Regions from separate parts of the Athene noctua genome. Here region 1 is linked to region 2. The links are chromatin contacts, called in public Hi-C maps. All regions are on one chromosome and are shown on one strand. Each heading gives the region's core, a stretch centred on a gene start, on an enhancer-like site or on the middle of the called end of the contact. The rest is flanking DNA. Distances are from core to core; before and after follow the strand shown. Region 1 holds the start of NCOA7 (nuclear receptor coactivator 7). Region 2 holds the start of HDDC2 (HD domain containing 2).

Evidence for each region. Hi-C and Micro-C count contacts between places; a contact is called where the count stands out from the background.
Region 1: a Hi-C map of heart shows a contact between it and region 2, with 4 times the contacts expected there. The contact joins the promoter of NCOA7 here to the promoter of HDDC2 in region 2. A contact is called at or near these places in 2 of 2 Hi-C or Micro-C datasets (heart and liver).

Annotation. Positions count from the first base shown.
Region 1 is chr1:60,748,849-60,754,791 of bAthNoc1.hap1.1, forward strand. It overlaps NCOA7 (nuclear receptor coactivator 7), which reads left to right and starts at 4,242. Exons shown (of 17, transcript XM_074896254.1): 1 at 4,242-4,316. TRNAE-CUC (transfer RNA glutamic acid (anticodon CUC)) reads right to left here and starts at 4,122; the gene lies at 4,051-4,122.
Region 2 is chr1:60,531,151-60,536,625 of bAthNoc1.hap1.1, forward strand. It overlaps HDDC2 (HD domain containing 2), which reads right to left and starts at 2,118. Exons shown (of 6, transcript XM_074896252.1): 1 at 1,886-2,118; 2 at 1,224-1,345; 3 at 200-302. The coding sequence starts at 1,954.

The DNA of each region.
Region 1 (5,943 bases), core at 2,992-5,491, 220 kb after region 2:
CAGGGACCATGCCTGGGGGGGTGCGGACGGGTGGTTGCAGACACGGGACCGGGGTGCCACCTCGTGGCATGTTCAAACGGTATTTTTATCAATGAGCAGAGGTGTTGCCCTGTAGAGGATAGCACGAAGTTGTACTTGTTTACGTCCACAACAAAACAAAAAATGAGGGGCTAAGTGGCCACCAGAATGTCCTGGGAACAGAGTAAATCCAATGACTGCATGACTGTATGTCCTTCAGATAGAAGTGAAGTATGAGGGCAAGTAGAAAAGATGCCTTTAGAAAAAAACTGAGAGCTTTCATTTTCTAAAGAGTCTACTGGTTGTAAAAGTCATGCAAAATTTTATGTTCACTCACAGGCAAGGTATTTCATATAAGATTGGGAAAAACTTTCGAAGCAGAATTAAAGTAGGGCTATAAATTAAAAGTGGTAGCCAGAAAGAAAAGTTAATGCCAGAGATAAAAGATAAAGTTTGGATGCGAAAGCTCCTGTTCCCAAATTTTCCAATAAAGGATAAAAAGCGACAGTTAACATTCTTACCCAGAAACTCTGCTGCTGGTTTAAATTGATCGACAGTATTGTCTACCTTCCTTATTTCTACTGCAGTGCATTCCCATCAACCTTTGCTGTGAGATGGAATGCAATTGGTCAAGCTTTTGAGGAAGAACAGAAATGAAAGTAAAAATATTTGTGATCCAGTATCTCAGAATATATCAGTTAGAAGAAAATTCAGCTACATTTTGAGAATGTGATGCTTCAAATTATAATAATACTAATAATAAAATCACATTGATCTTATATTTGTTTCAAATACCTCTGTTCTAGCCTGTGCAGCCATGTGCCAGATTGCTTTTATAATGTGCTTTTGATTGTGCTGCCAGTCCTCTGCAAAATAGCCTACCTTTTCTGGGGCCTCAGCATGCCAGTGTCATGAGTTACTTCTTCTTTAAAACAAAAACATCAACAAAGACTCCAGGAAAGATGCTTCTTCCACCTTTTAAAAACAAGTACCCTGTTCCTTCCCCTCTTTCACATTAGTCTAAGGCCCAGGAAACAGCAAGTCAGAAACTGATGTAACTGTTAAACCCATGCTGAAAGTGAACACTGACTCTGGAGCCTTTGCACCCCAAACCTTTAATTACATTGGGACCTGAAGTGGTAGGACACCAGCAAGAAGACTGGTTCTCACTCCTTGCCGAGTGGATATTTGTCCTCAGCGTGAGGGCAAGTTTCAGGTCTGGCATCAGACTGAAAAGGGATTGGGAAAGCCATTAGGTAGCCTCTTCAGAGGCTATGCTTCTGTACCTAGCAGTTTACTGGAAATGGTACTCTTTCTTTGTGTGCAAGAGCTATTCTGGTGACTTCTGCCATGTTTTTAAAATCTTAGATATGATTATCCTTTCTCAGATGACTCCAAAGCTGGACTCATGGTGCTAAGAGCAGGCAAACATGCTGCTACAAAATGAGCTAAAACCAAAGGAAATGCTTCTTCTGTTCCTTTCTGTCAAACCATTCCTATACATTTTATGGAAAACTAATCAACACCTCAGATTCACTTCAGCTGCTTCTAGAATGACCCATCATTTTCTGAGGTAGAAAACAGCAACTTCTTCCACCAGTTTGGTAAGGCATTTCATTGAGACTGAAGAGAGACAGGGAAGTCTGAGAGCCCTACAGAGCTATCTCAGTGCAATGCATGTAAACTGATAATTATAGTGGGAAGTCCAAGACAAAATAATAAAATTAGGACTTCCAGGATCTTAGGAGGCCCACTGAGCTATTCCATTGGCCCAGTTTGAGACTGTTGATGAGATGCTTGCCCAGCCACGGTTAACAACCTCCAGCCATAGGAATGCAGTAATTCTTTAGGTTGCATACTTTGGTCCTTGCGTTTAACTATTATTTGGAAGCTTTTCTTACTATCTAAAGGGTGATGACATCCCTTTTGATTGTGTTCTTTCTGCCTTAGCAAAGGTATTCCCATCCCTTTGCACCCCCTCGCAGCTTCTCTCATAAAAATATAGTGGAGGACCTTGGGTTTTCTCGAGAGACACTTGTATCTGCATTGGAGGGCAGCCCAGACTGCAGTACGCCTCCGGCACACCCTGGGAAAGGCAGCCAAAGCCATTATTTCCAGTGGTGTTTTCACATCAGGGCAAAGTATTCCTGCATGAAGTGTGGCCTGCTAGTATTAAGGAGTTATATGAGTGATGCAAGGGCCATAGCTGGGTCCTGGCAGAAAGGAGGATCCCTGCTAAAGCATAATCCACCAGGTGTGCTAGTTTCTGTTTTGCAGTCTGTCTAAGCTAACTATTATATTCATTTATTATAGGTATTTCTTGTTTTATCTGCAGCAGTGTAATGAGTCTTGGCTGGGATGGAGTTAATTTTCCATGTAGCAGCCCTCATAGTGCTGTGCTTTGTATCTGTAGCTAGAAGGGTGTTGATGACACACCAGTATTTTGGTTACTGCTGAGCAGTGTGCCCACAGCATCAAGGCTCTCTCTCCAACACTCCTCCCCCCAAGGTCAGTAGGCTGGGGAGCAGGTGGAGAGAGTTTGGGAGGGGACACAGCCTGGACAGCTGATCCAAACTGACCAAAGGGGATGTTCCCTACCGTGACTGTCATGCTCAGCAATGAAAGCTAAGAGAAGGGTCGGAGGAAGGATTAATTTTAAGGCGTTTGTCTTCCAAAGCAACTGCTATGTGTACAGGGGCCTTGTTTCCCAGAAAGTAATCAGGCATCACTTGCTGATGCAAAGTAGAGAATATCTTTTTTTCTTTTTTTTTTTTTTGCTTTGCATCCACACATGGCCTTTACTTTCTTTCATTAAACTGCCCTTATCTTAACCCAGGACTTTATAATCTTATTTTCTCTCCATCCTGCTGAGGACGGGGCTGTGAGATAGCGGCTGGCTGGGCACCTGGTGGCCAACCAAGGTCAGCCCACCACAGGCAGGCACTGATCCAACATCGAAGAAAAGCATCTCTTGTTGGAGCCCTGGGTGTGGGTTTGGATGCGCAGGTGATATAATGTGCTACAGGACAGAGCTGGGAGCTCCCAGAGGAGGAGGGGAGGCACACTGCTGCCACAGGACTGGAAGAGGCTTTACCCTATTCTCATCATCTCTCTCCTCCCCACCTGCCAGGGCACCTATACTGTTTTTAAGGAGCTGAGAAGGTGTGACGATGTTACCTCTTACAGTGAGGGCTTCATTACAGGAGGCAGTGAGACAGATGCTAATGACAGGGAGGTATTACAACTCCCTTCGCCCTCTCTATTACTTCCACCTCCTAACGAATATCTGGGATCTCTCTTTGCCCCCCCTAACCACATACCCAGCAACCCTGATGGTGGGAGCTGTGCAAATACCCTGCAAAGAGATAGTGTTTGCTCCTCAGGTGAGCAAACACTATGGGGAATTGCAGTCCCCCCTCCTGCCAAGACAGAGATGCAAGGGACAAACCCTTCCCACCTTCTCTGAGGGAAACAACACTCGGTCAGAGAGGCATGCACACACCAGTGACAGCTACGGGGGTCCCCACGGCCATGGCTCAGAGATTCATGACGGCACCAGGTGGTCATTCCATCTGTGGGGGGAAAGGTGTGGCAACACCCTTACCTGTCAGAGCAGCCAAAAAAACCGTTAAATATGGTGTTTCTAAGTGCTGGCCAACAGGCCTGCCAGTGCCCCTCTAGGCAGACGCTGCTCAGCAGCCTTCTGCTGAGTTCTAGAAACCCTGCGGGTGAGCCAGGGGTGTCCACAGGCAGTTTTGTGAAGGGAAGATTTACAGATGCTACACCTGGGCAGGCTTCCCCTGCCTGCCCGCACTGCGCAGGGTGCTGAGACTGCTCGCTCCCTGCAAACCTGACTCCTCCAAACTGCCAAGTGCCTCCTACAACACCGCACCGGGCAGCAACGCCGACGCCTCGGGCTCGCGCAGCAGCCGGCCGAACGCTCCCTGAACTGTAACAGCAAAAGCAGAGACTCGATGAGAACTCTAAAATGCAAGTGTGTCAGAGAAAGAGAATAGGGCGAGAAAAATCATATTCCCTGACCGGGAATCGAACCCGGGCCGCGGCGGTGAGAGCGCCGAATCCTAACCACTAGACCACCAGGGATCCGTGCACAGTGGCTGTATCTCCGTGCCCAAGAGCGCGCCGTGCCCGCGCCCGGCCGCGCGCTGCCCGCGCCGCTGCGCCCCCACCGCCGGGCGGTACCGAGTCCCGGAGGCAGCCGTGGTAGGGAGCGACGCTCCACTGCACCCCACGGAACGGCGGGGTGGGGAGGAGAGGGGCCGCCTCAGGCGGGGCTGGTGAGGGGCCTTCGCCGTGGGCGGGAGGCGGGATGGCGGTGGGCGCCGGGCGGGACACAGCCCCGGGCCCTGCCCCAGCCCGGCGGTGCGGGAGCGGCTGCAGGTGGGCCCCGCGCAGCGCGACCGGCGGGAGCCGAGGCAGCGGGCGGGTCGCCGGGCGGAAGGCGGACGGGGCGGGGCGGGACGGGTCTCTCTCCGCCCGCCGGGGCCCTCCCGCCGCTCCGGGCCGCTGGGCGGGGGCAGCCCCCGGCAGGAGCCGGGTTGGTTTTGCTCGTTTCGTGTTGCTGTTCACGCGGTTCCTTACGCGACAGTGTCTGTGCGGGGTGTTGCTGTAACGGCTCCGGGCGGGGCCTCCTCAGCCAAGGGCTCTGCGCTGGAAATCCCGGCCGGCGGCTCCCGGGAGGGGAGGGCCCGGCGTGCTGGTGGCTATTTCCTCCGCTCCGTCTTCATCGTTTTTTAGTCAGGCCGTGGGAACAAAGGCCACAGTTTCTCCCGTTTTCGGTGTTCGGTCTGCAGGGGAGAGCCGATCAAAAGGCCTACTGCGGGTGGAAGGAAGCCCGGTGCTCCACAGGGGGAAGCCAGATTGGCGGTTCGCTTGCCTGGGGCTGTCAGCGCCCTCTTGCATGATAGACTGGGATCTGTGACTTTGCTTTGTTTGGTAGGGTTTCTGTGAGAGGAGTGAAAACTCTGCCATCGATGCAGATGACATCATAAGTGCTTCTTCCTTTGGCATGTTGATTTCAAGAGCAAAGTAGATCTGTGAGCTGTATTAGCTAAAGTAATTTTCCCTGTTTAAGCAGTGGCTGTAATATAAGAGGGCTTGCTCTACACAAGGAAATTTCTCTAGTTCTCAAACCCTCTGCCTCTGAAATGCATTATATAAGGAACCATTTCCAAGTTAAGATAGATAAGCTTCAGACTTCATGCCTGTGGACTCTGCAAATACTCCTTAGCTTATCTGTAAAAGCTTTAAAGTCTGAAAGCAAATTTAAGGAGACCTCTTTCCTCAGGGATTTACTCGGGAGGTTTGGGTGTTTGGTTTCCATCTCACCTGAGTTCTGTCTCGCCCTCTTCAGCCAGTGGTTCATTTCATCCCAAACCGTTCACAGTAGCAGGCCTGAACAATTGCGATGGAGCTTTCTTTTCTCCAATGTGAGCAATTTTACTGTGCAATGATGTAGGTAACTCATAAAATGTGAGGCTGCAATCAGGCCCTATTAGATACAGTCAGATATCTTACATACTGCAAGAACTGTACTGGACGTCTGTATAGCAATAGGGGCTTCTTTGGTAAAACTGGGGCATTTCAGTCCTTGAGACAAAGCTGTGGAGAGCTGGAGGCAGAGGACAGCTCAAACTGAGGCACCACCAGGGCCTGAGGCCATTGCAAAGAGGGGGATGTGGTTAGGTGAGAGAGGTCACCTGGTCCCAGCAGGTAATCTGTGCCCCTTGTTGAAGAGCAAGGCAAAGGGTTACCTGGTTTCCTGTAACTCTGAGCCAAGGGGAAATTTGCCAGTGTAAGTATAGTGATGATTTTGGCCCCAGAACCTGCAAGGTACACCAACCAAGTATTAGAGTGGTTCTATACCACAGAAGCCAAGCTAGCTTTAAAGGGGTTTGTATGCTT
Region 2 (5,475 bases), core at 868-3,367:
GTCAAGAGTACTTCAAAGGTTCTCCTTCCTAACTTTGTACTTGGTGACATGTACAAAAAATCATGAATTGAGAACTTTATCTGTGGCTTATTTGTCCAATGACAGTGGTATGTAGTTTAGAGCGGCTCTTCACTACCGCCAGAACACTAAAAACACACAGAATGCTTCGCAGATGTGGCTTCGTGCCTTATGTCCATACCTCTTCTCTCCTGTGTTTTTCCTCTTTTGATATATTATCTGCAGGAGCAATATCTCCAACAATGCATTCAGCCATATCGTGAACCAAAGCTAATCGTATGCATCTGACAAATACAAAAGACAGAATAATTAGTTTTTCAGCATTTTAACTCATGTCTTGTTATTCATAAAGCTAAGAGACTGCATAATTTATTCCCTTTGCATATTTTAAAGGGTGTTTTTTTGGTTTTTTTAAGTTTGCATAACATTTTTCACTTCTTTACTAAGGAGAGTAGTTTCTACCTAGACATGATTTTAATTTCTGATTTCTAATTCCTGCTGCTTGTAAGTGTAGATTCAGGTACAAATACATGTTGTACAACTGCAAAGTATTCAAAAATAATATATTTAGCTTTTGTATGCTTGACTCTCAGAGATTTTGTGGTAACTACATTATGCAGTTCACATTAATGCTGCAACAGGTAGAAGGTAATCTGATGGGAGCCACCCCAAATTCAGTATATAACCTGACCCTCACAACTCTACCTATGTCAATTTGCAGCAGAACAGACAAAAAAGCCTTCATTATTTTCATCAGCTCCTGAAGGGCCAAAACAAGCATGATCCCATACCAGACTTGACAACTTACTCAAGACTAATGATGCTTTCTCTTCTACACCATTTCTGAGGCTCCTGACTGCTGCTGAGTGCTCACTATCAAAATCCACATGGCGTATGGCTTTGCCTTTGCTGTCTGTTGCTTCAAACTGAGTTTTAACAAAGTTTACGGCATGAGAGGAGGCCTGCACAGAGCCTCTGCATTAACAATTTGCCTCAGCACCTGGAATTTAGCAATAAAAGTCTTTAGCCCCTTCAAGCTCTCCAGGTAAAGAGCACCCTTGCTCAAAGAATGGAGGGGAAAGATGAGGGGGGAAGTATTTCAGACTCCTTCCGTGTGTTTTAAAAGCCTTCCTCAGGACGACAGCTATTTTAAGCATCTCCCACAACATTTAACTGATGGTCATGATAACCAGAGGCAGTCTCACCTGTCCTTGTTAAGGCTTTTGTCTTCGGTCACCAAAGCCATCACCGCCATCCTGTACATGTGATCGGATACACTCTCTGGCTTGGCCACATTCCTGTACACCCATCCCGTCCGTGGTACTCTCTGTGCGAGGACAGCGTCACAGAAACGTTAACACCTCAGGTTTTGAAGGCCCTCACTTCAGAGCTGCCAGCCGAGATTCTGTCCCACCGTGACCTCCACGCTCCGCTGAGTTCTGATGCTTCCGAGAAACACCTGCCCGAGGGGCCGGGCCCCCCGAGGCTGTGACGGGACACCTTTACACAGGCGCCTCTTCACACGCTCCCGCGCTCTCCCTGCCTGATCCCAGGCGCCCTCCTCAGCCTCACGGCGCTCACGGCGAAGCGCCGGGCCGCTCCTGCCCTCCCCGGGCCGGCGCCCGCGTCTCCCTGCCGCAGCCCCAGCCCCGGGCCCGGCCGTCTCCGAGTCGCAGGCGCCGCAGCGAGCCGCCAGTGGCGCCCCGGTGGCCGCGGCTTCTCCGCCGGCCACCCGCCCCCCCACACCCCGCAGCCACGCCGGCGAAGGCCACGGGCAGCCTCCCCGCCCGCCACGACGGCCTCTCGGGCCCATGTGGGCCCCCCGCCCCGCTGAGGCGGGCCTTGCTCCCGCGGCCCCCGCGCTCACCTTGAGCTGCCCCAGCAGCCGCAGGAAGGCCATCAGGCCGCCGCCGCCGCCGCTCGCCCCCGCCGCCATCTGCCGCCCGGCAGCCTTCGCCCGCTCCTCCTACCGCCTCCTCCTCCTGCTGCCGCCGCCGCGGCTGCTGCAGGCCCGGACGGCGGCTCTGAGCGGCGCTGGGGGAAGGGGAAGGAGCGGCTGGCCGGGCACCGCGCTCCCCGCCCCGGCAGCCGGCGCGGAAGCAACGCCCCTACGGCTGAGGGCCGGCCGGGCCAGGGAGGGGTCTGGGGGGGGGGGACGGGTGGCAGGTGTATGGCGGCGCCGGATTCCCAGCGGGATTAATTAACCACAAACAGCGCTTTTAAGAATAACGACTCAGGACTGCGATCGAAACGAGGAAAGCAGCAAGAGAAGCCAGGCCGCTCACGGGCTGCGGTGCGGGGAAGGGGAAGAGGAAGGTGGGGGGTGAGGCTTCTCCCGGGGTGCAGAGGGCAGAGAAGTTCGTGGTGTGAAGGAGGCAGGAATAGCTCCTACTTCAGTCAAAACTGAGTCAAAACAGTGATCTTTAGCATACTTTTTTAGAAAAAAAAAAAAACAACAACGGTAAATAGTTCAGAATTTAATTATTCAGAGAGGAGAGGGTAGGTATCGGAGTTGCTGCACTCAGGAGTTTTATTTTGGGGACTCCCGAGGCTGGTTACGGGCACTTCCATCAGTTGTACAAGTTGAATAATTAACACACTGCATTACTTTACAATCAGTGGATTCTCAAAATACACTGCATTTCTTTGTTATTTTTATCGTGCCAACTGTTTACGGTTTAAATCTGTCAATGAAATACTCCGTTTTCAGAAAAGAACATCTGCAGTTTGCCAGATATCAACAGATGGGCATTTTTATGTTTGCTCATGGGTATACTTAAACACACTCACAAGTGAATAAAGCCCAGACAACATTTTGGTGACCATTTTAAGGCTACCTTCCAACAATAAACAAGAATCACAGACCAGGAAAGTCATCAGCTTCACAATTGTGCGCAATCATAAACGGGTTGGTTGGAAAGAACCTCTCTATGTTACACGGTTCATCCACCCTGCTGAAAGTAAATCATAGCACTCAAAACCATCCAAATTCAAAATTTCATAGTTGTTCCAGGTTAACTACCTTCCAAATAAATAATTTGTTTCATAATGTTCCTCTTTGGACCTCCTAAGCCACTTCTGCCCATGGTTTCCTGTTGTATTGCCTACCACTACCAAGGAGAGTTTAGCTCTGTCATATTCGTAAACCCCCTTCAAATAGTTGTAGGCTACTGATACATGACTCCTTATGCAGGCCCAGGATCCCTCAACCTCTCCTTCAAGGTGATATGATTTAGATCCTGATCATCTTGGTAGCCTTCACTGGAGATGCACCATCTTGATCTGAGGAAGCACCAAACTGGGCCCTTTGTCCAGCCAGGGCCTCACCAACACTCAGCAGAGGGGGATAATAACCTTCCTCAGTCTACTGGCCATACTCCTTCCAGTGTAGGCTGCTGTGTGATTTGCCCTCTTTGGGATGAGAGCGCACTGTTTGCTCATATTGGACTTGGCCTTCACATAACCTCAGGTCCTTTTTGGCAAAGCTGATAGCCAGCCTATTTCGTCCCAGCCAGTACCAATGGACCGGCTTATTCTGCCTTAGCTGCAGGGCTGAGTGTTTCTCCTTTATTGTGTTTCTCCTTGGTGAATGTGTTAAGGCTTCTGTCAGCCCAGTCCTTGAGCTTTTCAAAATTCCTTAGAACTGAAAGCTCTATAGTTTAGTGTGTCAACCACCCCCCTTACTTAGCTTTGTCTTAAAGTATGGTGAGGGTGCATCCTGTGCCATGGTCCAGGTTTTTGATGGAGACAATGAACTATATGGGCCCTAGTATCAACCCCTAGAGCACTCAACTTGTTATGGGCCTTCGGGCAGGTTGCCAAGCCACCAGCTGCCACCCACTGAGCCTGTCAACCTAGAGAGTTTTCAATGCATGTAACAGCTTGTTCAAGCCATATTTCCTCAGTTTGTGAGTGAAAATGCTGTGGGAAATTATTTCAAAAGCTTTTCTGAAGTCAAGATCTGTTGTGTCCACGGCTCCCTCCTTGTCCATGTAGCCAGCCATTTCATTACAGGATGCAATCAGGTTGGCCAAGTGTGATTTGTCCTTCATAAATCCATGCCAGCTGTTCTTGATTGCCTTCTTGTCCTTTACAGGTCTCTTTCTAGTAGAGCTTCATCAGCTTGCTTTCTGTATCTTCCAGTCTCTGTGGCTGCAAACTGAATCTTTCTGTTTTTCTGAACAGTTGTCAAATACCTTCTGAACTCAATCATAAAAATAACATGGAGTAATTTAATAATTTGCATTTTAAATAAGATGCTGTATGTAATTCAGGAATGCTATTTTTAAGGCTAGCTGATAACAGATGCTTTGTCTTTTAACCCTCTGAATCTTTCTATTCAGTGTACATATTTAGTATTCATAGTCCTTTAAATCCAGTAATACATTTGCCTTCTCAAAACCTTTAATAATTCTTTAACATGGATGAGTCTTGCACAGGACATATGAGGAGGCGTGATTTTCAACTTTATTGTGTGGGACCTTCTTTGCCACTAGTATCCTTTAGATATGTTTCTAGAACAAACTCTTCTATGGCATTAATGAGGCTGGGCTCCCAGGCCCTGACCTTGGCTGTCCATTTAGTTTAGAGAACACTATCAAAAGCAGCATACTCGCGTTCACAGATTGATTTTTCTACTGCACTTAATATCTCTGCTCCATTTGAACCCTTTGAAGCTGTGAATGTTCCAGAGATGTAAGGTTTCCAATGGTGTTAGGAAGAACAGAAAACTGCTGTGTAACAGGATGGCAATGATGTAATTTAACATTGTGGTGGACAACAGTTTCTGAGGCATCAGCTATAAATAATGTCTTGGTTAATTTTTTTCAGCACGGATTTCTTTAAAAGTGTACACTAACATAGGTACCTGTGTGAGCCAACACAGGCATGATTCAGGAACAACCATAAAATCACAGATGAAATGCAAAGAGTAAATTTATTCTCATTACCTCACAACCTGGGAGGTCTCCACAGCAACACCCAGGCAGAGGCACGCAAGTGGAGATGCAAGCACTGTGGAGCTCGGTCCTTGCTAGCCAGAAAGGAAAGGAGAGGAAAGAAAAGATCTCAGACCTGCTGATTTCACCTGTATATATTAGGGATTTTCGCAGGTGTAGTTTTCTACTGAGCTTTGATCTTTCCCACACCTAGACAAAAATTTAAAGGATGTTCAATAAGGTGCCTCTGAGTCTATCACAGGCCTATGTTATCTAAACACAGATGTTCTACCCATCAAGCACACAAAGCTAAACAACAACTAGTATGATATATGTGTTTTTCAACACCCCAGCTGCAAGTCACTTGAGCATGTTTTCAATCCTCACCAATCTTCTGTTGTATTCCCACAGCACCATTTATGCGGGATAAACTGTACACAAAATACACTTGTACTTAATACAGCTGTTGTAATTCTTTTGTACTTGTATTTATGTGATTTTGGTATTTATCTCATTTTTG